2 separate regions of the Mus musculus genome follow, and region 1 is linked to region 2. A link is a contact called in public HiChIP or PLAC-seq data. All regions are on one chromosome and are shown on one strand. Each heading gives the region's core, a stretch centred on a gene start, on an enhancer-like site or on the middle of the called end of the contact. The rest is flanking DNA. Distances are from core to core; before and after follow the strand shown.

Evidence for each region. HiChIP or PLAC-seq counts read pairs in DNA pulled down with a chosen protein or histone mark.
Region 1: a contact with region 2 is called in a FOXA1 HiChIP or PLAC-seq map of pancreatic cancer cells. The contact joins two enhancer-like sites. A contact is called at or near these places in 1 of 115 datasets of contacts at active chromatin or transcription factors (pancreatic cancer cells) and 1 of 9 other capture datasets (pancreatic islet).

Annotation. Positions count from the first base shown.
Region 1 is chr15:85,906,524-85,911,262 of GRCm38.p6, reverse strand. Celsr1 (cadherin, EGF LAG seven-pass G-type receptor 1) reads left to right here. Exons shown (of 35, transcript NM_009886.2): 25 at 3,494-3,668. Among named protein-coding and RNA genes, the nearest start is that of Trmu, 30 kb to the right of the region's middle. Within about 2 kb of position 1,927, at least 53 of the 459 cell types and tissues checked have an H3K27ac peak or open chromatin away from gene starts, as enhancers often do. A contact at or near this core is called in pancreatic cancer cells, where this site is marked.
Region 2 is chr15:85,522,299-85,527,000 of GRCm38.p6, reverse strand. No RefSeq gene overlaps it. Among named protein-coding and RNA genes, the nearest start is that of 7530416G11Rik, 21 kb to the right of the region's middle. Within about 2 kb of position 3,445, at least 113 of the 459 cell types and tissues checked have an H3K27ac peak or open chromatin away from gene starts, as enhancers often do. A contact at or near this core is called in pancreatic cancer cells, where this site is marked.

The DNA.
Region 1 (4,739 bases), core at 678-3,177, 390 kb before region 2:
AGAGGTGTGAAGGGGCAATGATGGGCGTGATCCTTTTTATCCCACGTGTTTGCCATCCCTGCATCTTGAGCCTTAGATGTCAAAACGCAACTGTACGTTCAACCTACCGAAGACCATGCATGATTCAGGAATGCCTCCCACCCCTCTATCTGTTGGCTGGTGGCAAGCTGGATCAGGGAAGTGGGCTGTGTGAGACTACCTGTGGCCACCCAGTGGGGAGTGTCCAGGAAGGACACGGGAGCAGGTAGTGAAATAATCCATTGGTAGCCTGGGGACTGGGCATGTCACTCCACAAAGCACCAACGTCTATGTATAGGTTGTATTGTGCCCAGAAGCACTATGACAACCAGTCAGAGCTCTGTGCTCCAACACAGGCTTGGTAGTTGAGGACCAGAACAGGGACTAGGGCAGGGAGCAGGGAAGGGCTGGGGTGATTTTTAAGAGCTGGGGTGAGGTGGAGGAGGGTAGAATCAACTGCTGGTAATGGGACGAGTAGGTGGCAGCTGGACACAGCTACCCGGGCATGGAGATTTGAGGTCCAAGTCAGGCTCTGGGACAGAAGCGGGAAGAAGACGAGAGCTGGAGTTTCCCAGCCAGCTCAGAGACCTTCCTGGGTGATCAGACCCCTCAGGAAAAAAGAGCAGACCCTGCTACCTCCTAGGCATGGCTTCCTGGGCCATCCTAGACCCAGTCCTCTTGATGAACCTGGTGGCTTTCCTGTAGGGTCACAGTAGCACAGGGTTGGATCCGATGAACCAGGACCAAACCTCCTTGCCACCCTCCAAGGCCAGATATTATTCCTCCCAGAGCGGGCATGGATATGGGATTCATCTCCCAGGCGTGGACATGGGAGGCCCGTTCGAAGGCTCAGCAAGCTGAGACTCATTTTGGGGTCCTGTAGGTGTGCCTTCTCAAGGTCTGGATAGAGAAAAGTAGTCAACAGCTTCGAGCCACTCCCTGCTGCTAAGCACGGCATGCAGCTCACTGAGAGGCCAAGGCTCACTTCTGACTCGGCCCCTGCTGGCATGAGAGCTTTCCAGGCACCAGGGGGGCACAGAGCAGGCAAATGCACCCCAGGAGGACAGTGTGTGGTGGCAGGGGCTTGGCACGGTGCCCAGGTTTTCTGAGTTTTATCTAAACTCCCATTCGTATCTCCAGGTGAGGCCGTTTATCTCCCAGAAGCCTGACAGGCTGAAATGATTTAGTGTGTGTTTGTTCTGTTCTGGAAAAGCGAGTATGTTTAGTGTAGAAGCGTGTCCACACAACCCCGCCAGATCCTATGGTTGATTTCCTGCCCTTTTTCAAATGGCGGTTTTTTGTTTTGTTTGAGGTTTATTTGTTCATCATTTAAAGCAACAGCCAGCCAGCCTTCCCACCCTCCTCCTCCTCCTCCTCCAGCTGAGCCAGCCCCACTTTCCACTGCGGAAATGGCGTATGGGGATGGGGGGGGGGATCCAGCTCAGGCTTGCCCCCTCACAGCTGGCATTCTGAGATGCCAGCAGAGAGCATGCCCCAGCTGTAGCCCTGTTTCTGTCTTCAGCTTTGCAGTGTAGGTGACAAGTGTGCGTGCTCACATAGGTCCCTTGCACTGTCCGGGTGTTATCTCTGGAGAGCATGTGACCCTTGGAGGCTGACCTGGCATCAGGTGGTTCTGTCAGGGTACCCTCCAGCCTGTGCTCTGTTGCCTTTCCTCAGAGTGCGGTGACCTGGTATTTGAACATAGTCACATCTAGGATGAGGTTGAGTTTATGGCTCTCCTCCTATGTCTGTGAATCTGTGGGAGTGAGGTGGGGGGGGGGGCGGTGCTTTCCTCTGGGAAGATACAGGGTTATGGTCAAGGGCAGAACATTGGACTACAGCTGCCAGTGTGGGCCCCATGCATGGGTGTGCCAGTCAAGGGTGGACTTTGGTGAGGATGTGGCCAGCTGTGGGGTTAGATTGTGCTTGTGGCCAGGGTGACTTTTGCCTAGTTGTGGGTGGGGTCAGTTGCAGCTGTGGTTAATGGTGTGGGTAAGCTGTGGGTGTGGCCTGGGTTTTTCCAGGTGGCCAGTGTGAACAGGGCCAGGTTTTCCCCTTCCTCTCTGTCCCCTCTCATTTTCTACCCTGCCTGGCTTAACTTCCTGCTGGGAAACCTACCGTTATCTTCCAGCGGGCTAGCCTGGAAGCTCTGTCTAGGCCTTGACTCCCAAAAGGCCCATGAGCAGCTGCCCTTGGGCTACATCTTCAAGTCTCATTGTGGAACATCTCAGGCTGGGTTTATATGAATGCCTCCCTAGGCTAAACTCTGGGAGCTCAGTGTCCCTTGTCCCTTGTCCTTTTTCCCATGACCTTGTTCCTGACACTGCTGGGTCTTCTGTACACCAGCAGGCAGAGCTGGCTTCCTTGCTGACTCATTCCTCAAGGAGATGCGTGCTGTCCTTCAGCCCACGTGCCGCATTCTCATTTGTAGCACATGGCCTTTGGCCTGACACATAGCACTGTCTGGCTAAGGGCAGATGGGTAGAAGAGTCTCCTCCTTCTGTGGTCTTGGACCCGCAGAAAACATCAAGACATTGTTCCTACTGGACAGAGAGGCCCCTGGAAGAAGTGCTCCCTAGAACCCCGGCTGCACCTACTGGCTAGCATTTCTGGGAACATAGGCTGAGGTCTCAGCCCGGGAGCTTTTGGCCTGAGCAAATGCCACTCCATAGTGTTTTTAAAATAAAAACTTGAAGTAGGGCCTGGTGAGATGGCTCAACAGTTAAGAGTATTGGCTGTGTTCTTCCAGAGGTCCTGAGTTCAATTCCCAGCAACCACATGGTGGCTCATGACCCTCTATAAGAGGATCTGATGCCCTCTTCCTGGCCTGCAGGTATACATGCAGCAGAACACACATACATTAAAAACAAACAAACAAAAACAAACTGGGGCTGGAGATGGCTCAGCGGGTAAGAGCACTGACTGTTCTTGCGAAAGTCTTGCGATCAAATCCCAGCAACCAAATGGTGGCTCACAACCATCCGTAATGAGATCTGATGCCCCCTTCTGGCGTGTCTGAAGACAGCTACACTGTACTTAGATATAATAATAAATATTAAAAATCAAATATTTAAAAATTAGAACAAGCTCACAAAAATATTCTCAAAAAAAAAAAAACAAAACAAAAACAAAAACAACAACAACAAAAAAAAACTAGTGCTTTGCCCATCCCCTGTTCCTGAATTACCCGCACTCTTGGTAGTGACCCCAGGTCATGCTCAGCCATTTCTGCTGAATTAGACAGAAGAGAGGAGCTTTGCTGCCCTTTGGGGACACTAGAGACCCTGCCATTGCAGAACAGCCTGATTTGGTCGCTCTTCAGTCCTATTACGATTTGGCCTCTGCCTGAGGAGGGATCACCCCCCCACCCCAGGCTTGGATCCCCTGTGGCAGTTTTACCGAGTGCTTGCCAGCCTGCCCCTTCCAGAGTCCCAGGGCCTCGGGCTGCCTGCTAAGCCTGCTCCTCTCCACCCAGTTTCTCTGCACAGTGGTCGCCATCCTCCTGCACTACGTCTCCATGGGCACCTTCGCCTGGACCCTTGTGGAGAACTTGCATGTCTACCGCATGCTGACAGAAGTGCGCAACATCGACACTGGGCCCATGCGGTTCTACCACGTGGTGGGCTGGGGCATCCCTGCCATTGTCACAGGTAAGGACACACAGCGCAGCTTTGCCAGGGTGGCCTGTGTTAAAATGCAGATTTCTCCTGAGCCGTCTGTCTTCTTTCTTCTGAGCCGTCTGTCTTTTTCCTAACCCTTGACATTTAGCTGTGTGTAGAAGTGGGGCTATTCCCGGCCAGTGGGGACATAGGTCTCTCTGGTCAGGCGTGAGCTGCAGGATCAGAGGGCTTAGGGTTCTTTGTGTAGTTGGAAGAGGTTCTCCTCCCGTCACAGAAGGAGGGAAATGAGTAGATCAATAGGCAGGTGAACTAGTGAGAGCACAGGTGGATGGAAGGACATGATGTATGTGTGCTAAATCAATATACCAACTGGATGCCATCCTAGTGAGGACTGCTGTGTGCATACTTTCCCAGCATGCTTTGCCCTCCTCCTCCTCCTTCCTTTTCTGCCTCCTCCTCCTTCCTTTTCTTCTTCCTCTTCTTCTTCCTTTTCTTCTTCCTCTTCTTCTTCCTCCTCTCCCTCCTCCTCCTCCTCCTCCTCCTCCTCCTCCTCCTCCTCCTCCTCCTCCTCCTCCTCCTCCTCCTCCTCTTCTTCTTCTTCTTCTTCTTCTTCTTCTTCTTCTTCTTCTTCTTCTTCTTCTTCTTCTTCTTCTTCTTCTTCTTTTTTGGGGAGGGGGTTGAAGACAGGGTTTCTCTTTGTAGTCCTGGCTGTCATGGAACTTGCTCTGTAGAACAGGCTGGCTCTGATCTCAGAGATCTGTCTGCCTCTACCTCCTGAGTGCTGAGATTGAAGGCATTTGCCATCATGCTTGGCCAACACTTTTCAATAACTATAGAAAACCAACATCTGCCTCCTGTTGAGGAAGATTCATACTTCTGTTCTCAGTAGGAGGGCATGAACCCCCTTCCTGGCATGAACTCCCTTTCTGGCATGCCCCTGGTGGCATTTCAGGGTTCTGGACAAAGTCTCCCAAGGCCCCTAGGGTTCTGATGAAACTCATCCTTACTCCAAGGAACCCTGAGTGATATTCCTATTCTCAGAGACATGGAGGCTGGGGAGTAGGGGGAGGGTGGCAGCTGCCTCTTGTTGCTTGACAGAGG
Region 2 (4,702 bases), core at 2,196-4,695:
CTACACTTGACCTCTGTCCCTTAGAGCTGTCACGGGACAAGGCTCTTTCCTGCCCTGTCTATATCCTCTGCCTGGGACTCTCCTGTAGCTGTTCTCTCCCCCCAAGCCTCTCCTGAAGCTATTATCTCTGCTGGGCTGGGAATAGTGGCTGATTTATCACCACTGCTGCCCAGGACAGAGTCTAAGGCACAGCAGGAATGCGGGCTGTTGAGACTATGCATGGTGTTTTCCACACATTGGTTCAATAGCTAGAGAGGCCCGGAAAGTAAATGAATCTAAGGACAAACCAAACCTCATGGCTTCCAATAGGAAGGTCTCTCCTAGAGGGTCACAGCAGTAAATGCCCTGGACCTCCTAATGAATAAGAGAGTTAACCAGGCATGGCGGTGCCCACCTGGAATCCCAGCACTCAGTGGGCTGAGGCAAGAAGATCACCAAGAGTTCAAGGCCAACCTGGGTTCCTCAGCTACAGCCTCTCTCAAAACACAGCAACCACCAATGGTCTAAAGCGATGGCTCAGCCAGTAGGAATGCCAGTTGTGTAAGCACAGGGATCCTCAGAACCTAAATTACAAGCCAGATGTGATGTGTGCATGTCTGGGACCTCAGCGCTGTCTGGAAGGGGAACTGAGCCGTCAGTGAGGCTGGTGACCCTCCGAGCTCTAGGGTCAGTAGTCTTAAAAGAAGGAAGCAGAGAGGAATAGAACAAGATTTCCTACACTTCCCTCTGGCCCTCCCTATGGCACCTGTACATACATATATATGTGTGTATATATATATATATATATATATATATATATATGAATATGTGTGTGTATATGTGTATGTGTGTGTATGTATATATATATATATATATATATATATATATATTCATTCTGGGCATGGTAGAACATACCTTTAATTCTAGCACTTGGGAGGCAGAGGTAGGTACATCTTCATAAGTTCAAGGCCAGACTGGTCTATTTAGGGAGTTTCAGGCTATCCAGGTCTACAAAGTGAGAGGCTCTGTCTCAACAAACAAACAAAAACAAACAAAAACCAAGCCAAACTAAACAAACAAAGCCTCATTCAAAATCACAGGATCCGAGCTTGTTAACCTACCCATCAAACACACACACACACACACACACACACACACACACCATTCAATGGCTGGCCGTCTTTTGCCCAAGGTGACCTTCCAGTTTTCTCTGCCTCTTCATCTGTAAGTGGGATTATCTTCCACACAAATCAACCCTTATGATGCACAGGAGGTATACAGGCAGCGTTTGCCTACGGTGTTCATGAATGTCAGGTACCAGCTGGTTAACCTGAGTCAGATGGACTGAATAAGTCTCCTGCTCATCTCAGGGAGAGCCTGCAGGGATGGACAAAAGGCCCATCTTTAGCCCCAGAAGTCCAGTTTAGTGTAGGTCTCCAGCCTTTGGGGGGCCAAGGGAGGGCCACAGCCGCTCCTGGCAATCCTGGAGTCCTGACAACCCAAAGAGAAGCTGTTAGAGACATAGAGAAGGCAGGCTTATACACTGGGCTTGTCTTTTCCTTAGGGCAGTGATGGGTGCTTATGCCTATCTTTTTGGGGGTAACACCAGGGTTGCAAGAAATCTTGAGGCTTGGGAACCCAGCACAGCCTTGCTCCGAGGGGGCAAACTATGTCATCCCTCTGGAACAATCTTCTGGGTGTTCAACAGGACTCAGGACTGGTGGAGGTGAGGACATATGGGCTCTGCTCAGGTCCTGGAACACGTACAGACCTCAACATCTAAACCCAAAGGTCCTGCCTGTCCCCTAAAGGTCTGAGGTGCCCAGGAAGCCGTCATCCTGTGGTCAGGGAGTATGGGGTCCCTTCAGATCTCATTTCCCCCATCAGAGCACACAGCCATTCGAGGATGAACTAGAAGGCTAGAGGGGACCTGAAGGGCCTGACAGCATTGGGGGTGGAGTGGGGTAGGCAAGAGTCTTCTGGGGGCGGGGAGCTCAGAGAAGGTGCCCAGACCATCAGCAAAGGATGGAGGCCGGCAGCTCCACCCCGGGAGTCATTGAGAAAGCGGCTTCTTTTTAATTAAAGTTCTGCAGAGGGCTTGAGCTCCCAGGAAAGGGAAAGTGTTGGTGCAGAATAATTAGCTGGACAAAGGCAAATCCTCTTAGCTTCTCCCTGGGCGATTACAGGTTAATTGGTTGACGTTCCTGCCCGCCAGGCCAGACACCGGGCTTTCCAGAGCCTCCTGCCGTTCGCTGACCCCAAGGCCACACCTGCCTTGCTGTCCAGCGTGGGAACCCAGCGGGGCTTCGGTCATCCTCTGCTTGGGCCCCTGCCCCACCAGGCCCTCTGCTAAGCCTCCAGCCCCTCCATCGGCTGGGGAGCCCTGGCACTCCCCACACTCCACACCCCTCCCAGGACAGGAGTAACAGCATTGTCCCAAGGAGGCACACAGTCCTAGGCTGGCACTCTGTCACCCCTGTCTTCTGGCAGAACAGAAGCCCCTCCCCTGTCTCCCACCGCAGGCACATGGGTTGGCTGACACTGAGTTGAGGGTCAAGAGTTGCCTCCCTCATGGTTACTGGGTGCTGCAAGCTGCCATTGCGTCTTGCTAACTGGAGAGACTGAAGGATATAGGTGGAGAAGAGGGAAGGAGACAGGAAGAAAGGATGGAGAAGAACTGGTGACTAGCGCAATGATGGTATAGAGGGCATGACCCTAATGGTGGATGGTCAAGGGCTCGTAAGACCTCTGGCCCCATTCCCACCCTTGTTAGCAGTCATTTGTTTTCCTGCCCCATGCGAGGCCTGGCTGTGGCCTTCAGAAGACCCCAAACCACACCAACGCTCTTCTTCCAGCTTTCCTTCCTGACCACACCATAGTCAGTTAGAGGTGTAGTGCTGGCCTTTGGATTGATCTCAGGATGCCACTGGAGAGAGACGCGGTCAGGGGCTGGCTGGAGGGAATCCAAGATGTGTGTGGTTCAGCCCAGGTGTCCTGGAATGGACACTTCCTCCTGCCCGCCAGGCATAGGCAAGCTGGTGGGGCTCAGAGAGGCATGGGCCTGGCCCAAGGTCTCTGAGGGGTTCCTGGGGCAGCTCTGGGCCCTGAGCGCTGCCCCCACCCAGGGCAGGCTGTGAGTCAGCCCACAGCTGGGCTCAGCAGAGGCCACACTGTGGTGGGGTTTCCAGTCTCAGAAGCAGGACAGCTGTTTATTTTTCTTGCAGTAAAGGAGAGGGCAGGGGTGGGGTGGAGGAGCTGACCCTGCTGGTTCTCACACTGGCCCAGGATCCCTGGAAGGCCCTGGAAGGAAAGGGACCTTAGGAGCAGACTCTGCAGCAGGGGGGCCTCCGGGCCTCCCTGCCACACTCCTGGGGCAGCCAGCCAAAGCCGGTGCCGCAGGCCAGTTCCTGGAGCGGGATGCTGGGGTTTCCGAGGTCGGGAAAGTACTGGCAAAGCTCTTTTCATGATGTCACCGGCTCTGCCCTGGCCTGGCCCAGCCCCAGCCCTGTCACCATCAGGGAGGGTTAGAGCATGCCCCGGGGAGCTCAAAGCTGCCCGGAAGAAGTGTTTACGGAGGATTCAGGTATCTGCCCCTGACCCCCCTAGCGGCTGAGCCCATTAACTTTGTGTATGGCAGGGACTACATCTCGCTGGTTTCTGGGCAGGGCTTGAGACTGTGTGGAGGGGGTGTTTCTTGAATCAGAAGGCAACCTTCCAAAGACACTGTGATCCATCCTTGGAGGGCTGCTGACCCCTCCCCCCAGACAGATTCAGGACCCAGCTTGTAAATGAGGCCAGAGTCGGACCTCAGCAGTGGGGGACAAAGTCCTCTCCATTGAGAAATACACAGACACGGCGAGCACAAGATGAGCCATCCTCTCCTGTCGGAGATCTCCAGTTTCCTTCCACCAACCTATTTTTTCTGGAGGTTTCTAACGACATGGAACCCACAGGGGAAGTCTAGCAGAAATGAACAACCCAACGAGACTTCAAAACTGTATCGTCTGTGTTACCACCCACCCAGAAGGGGAATGGCACCCAAAGCCTGTACATGTCCTGGCCACTGATCCCTTGAGGCTACACCCCTGACAAGAAAGATCTGCCCTCTGCTGCTGCCTGTCAGTGTCGCTCACCGGGTGCTTCCCTGTGTGGACCAATCTCAGGCTTTTTTTTTTTTTTTTTTTTTTTTTTACTTTTTAAAACCAATCTCTCTCTCTCTCTCTCCTCTCATTTATTTTTATTTTTATGAGTACATTGCCATTGTCTCCTGCCATACCAGAAGAGGGCATCGGATCCCACTACAGATGGTTGTGAGCCTCCATGTGGTTGCTGGGAATTGAACCGAGGACCTCTGGAAGAGCAGTCAGTGCTCTTAACCACCGAGCCACCTCTCCAGCCTCCAACTTCTCTTTAGAGTAATTTTGGGTTTACTGAAAAGAAAGTGCAGAGTCTCAGAATACCCCCAGCCTCTCTCCCCCGCCCCCTTCCCCTGTTCTTAATGTCTTCTGCTCCAGTCTTTCTAGCAAGTCTGTTTTTTGTTTGTTTGTTTGTTTGTTTGTTTGTTTTTTGAGACAGGGTTCCTCTATGGAACCCCAGCATCTCCCCAGTGCTGGGATTAAAGGCATGCACTAACACCACTGCCACTGGCTTCCAGCAAATCTTATGAGACACTTATGCTAACGATGAGAAATAGCCAACATCATTTTTTGAAAACTATAGTTGG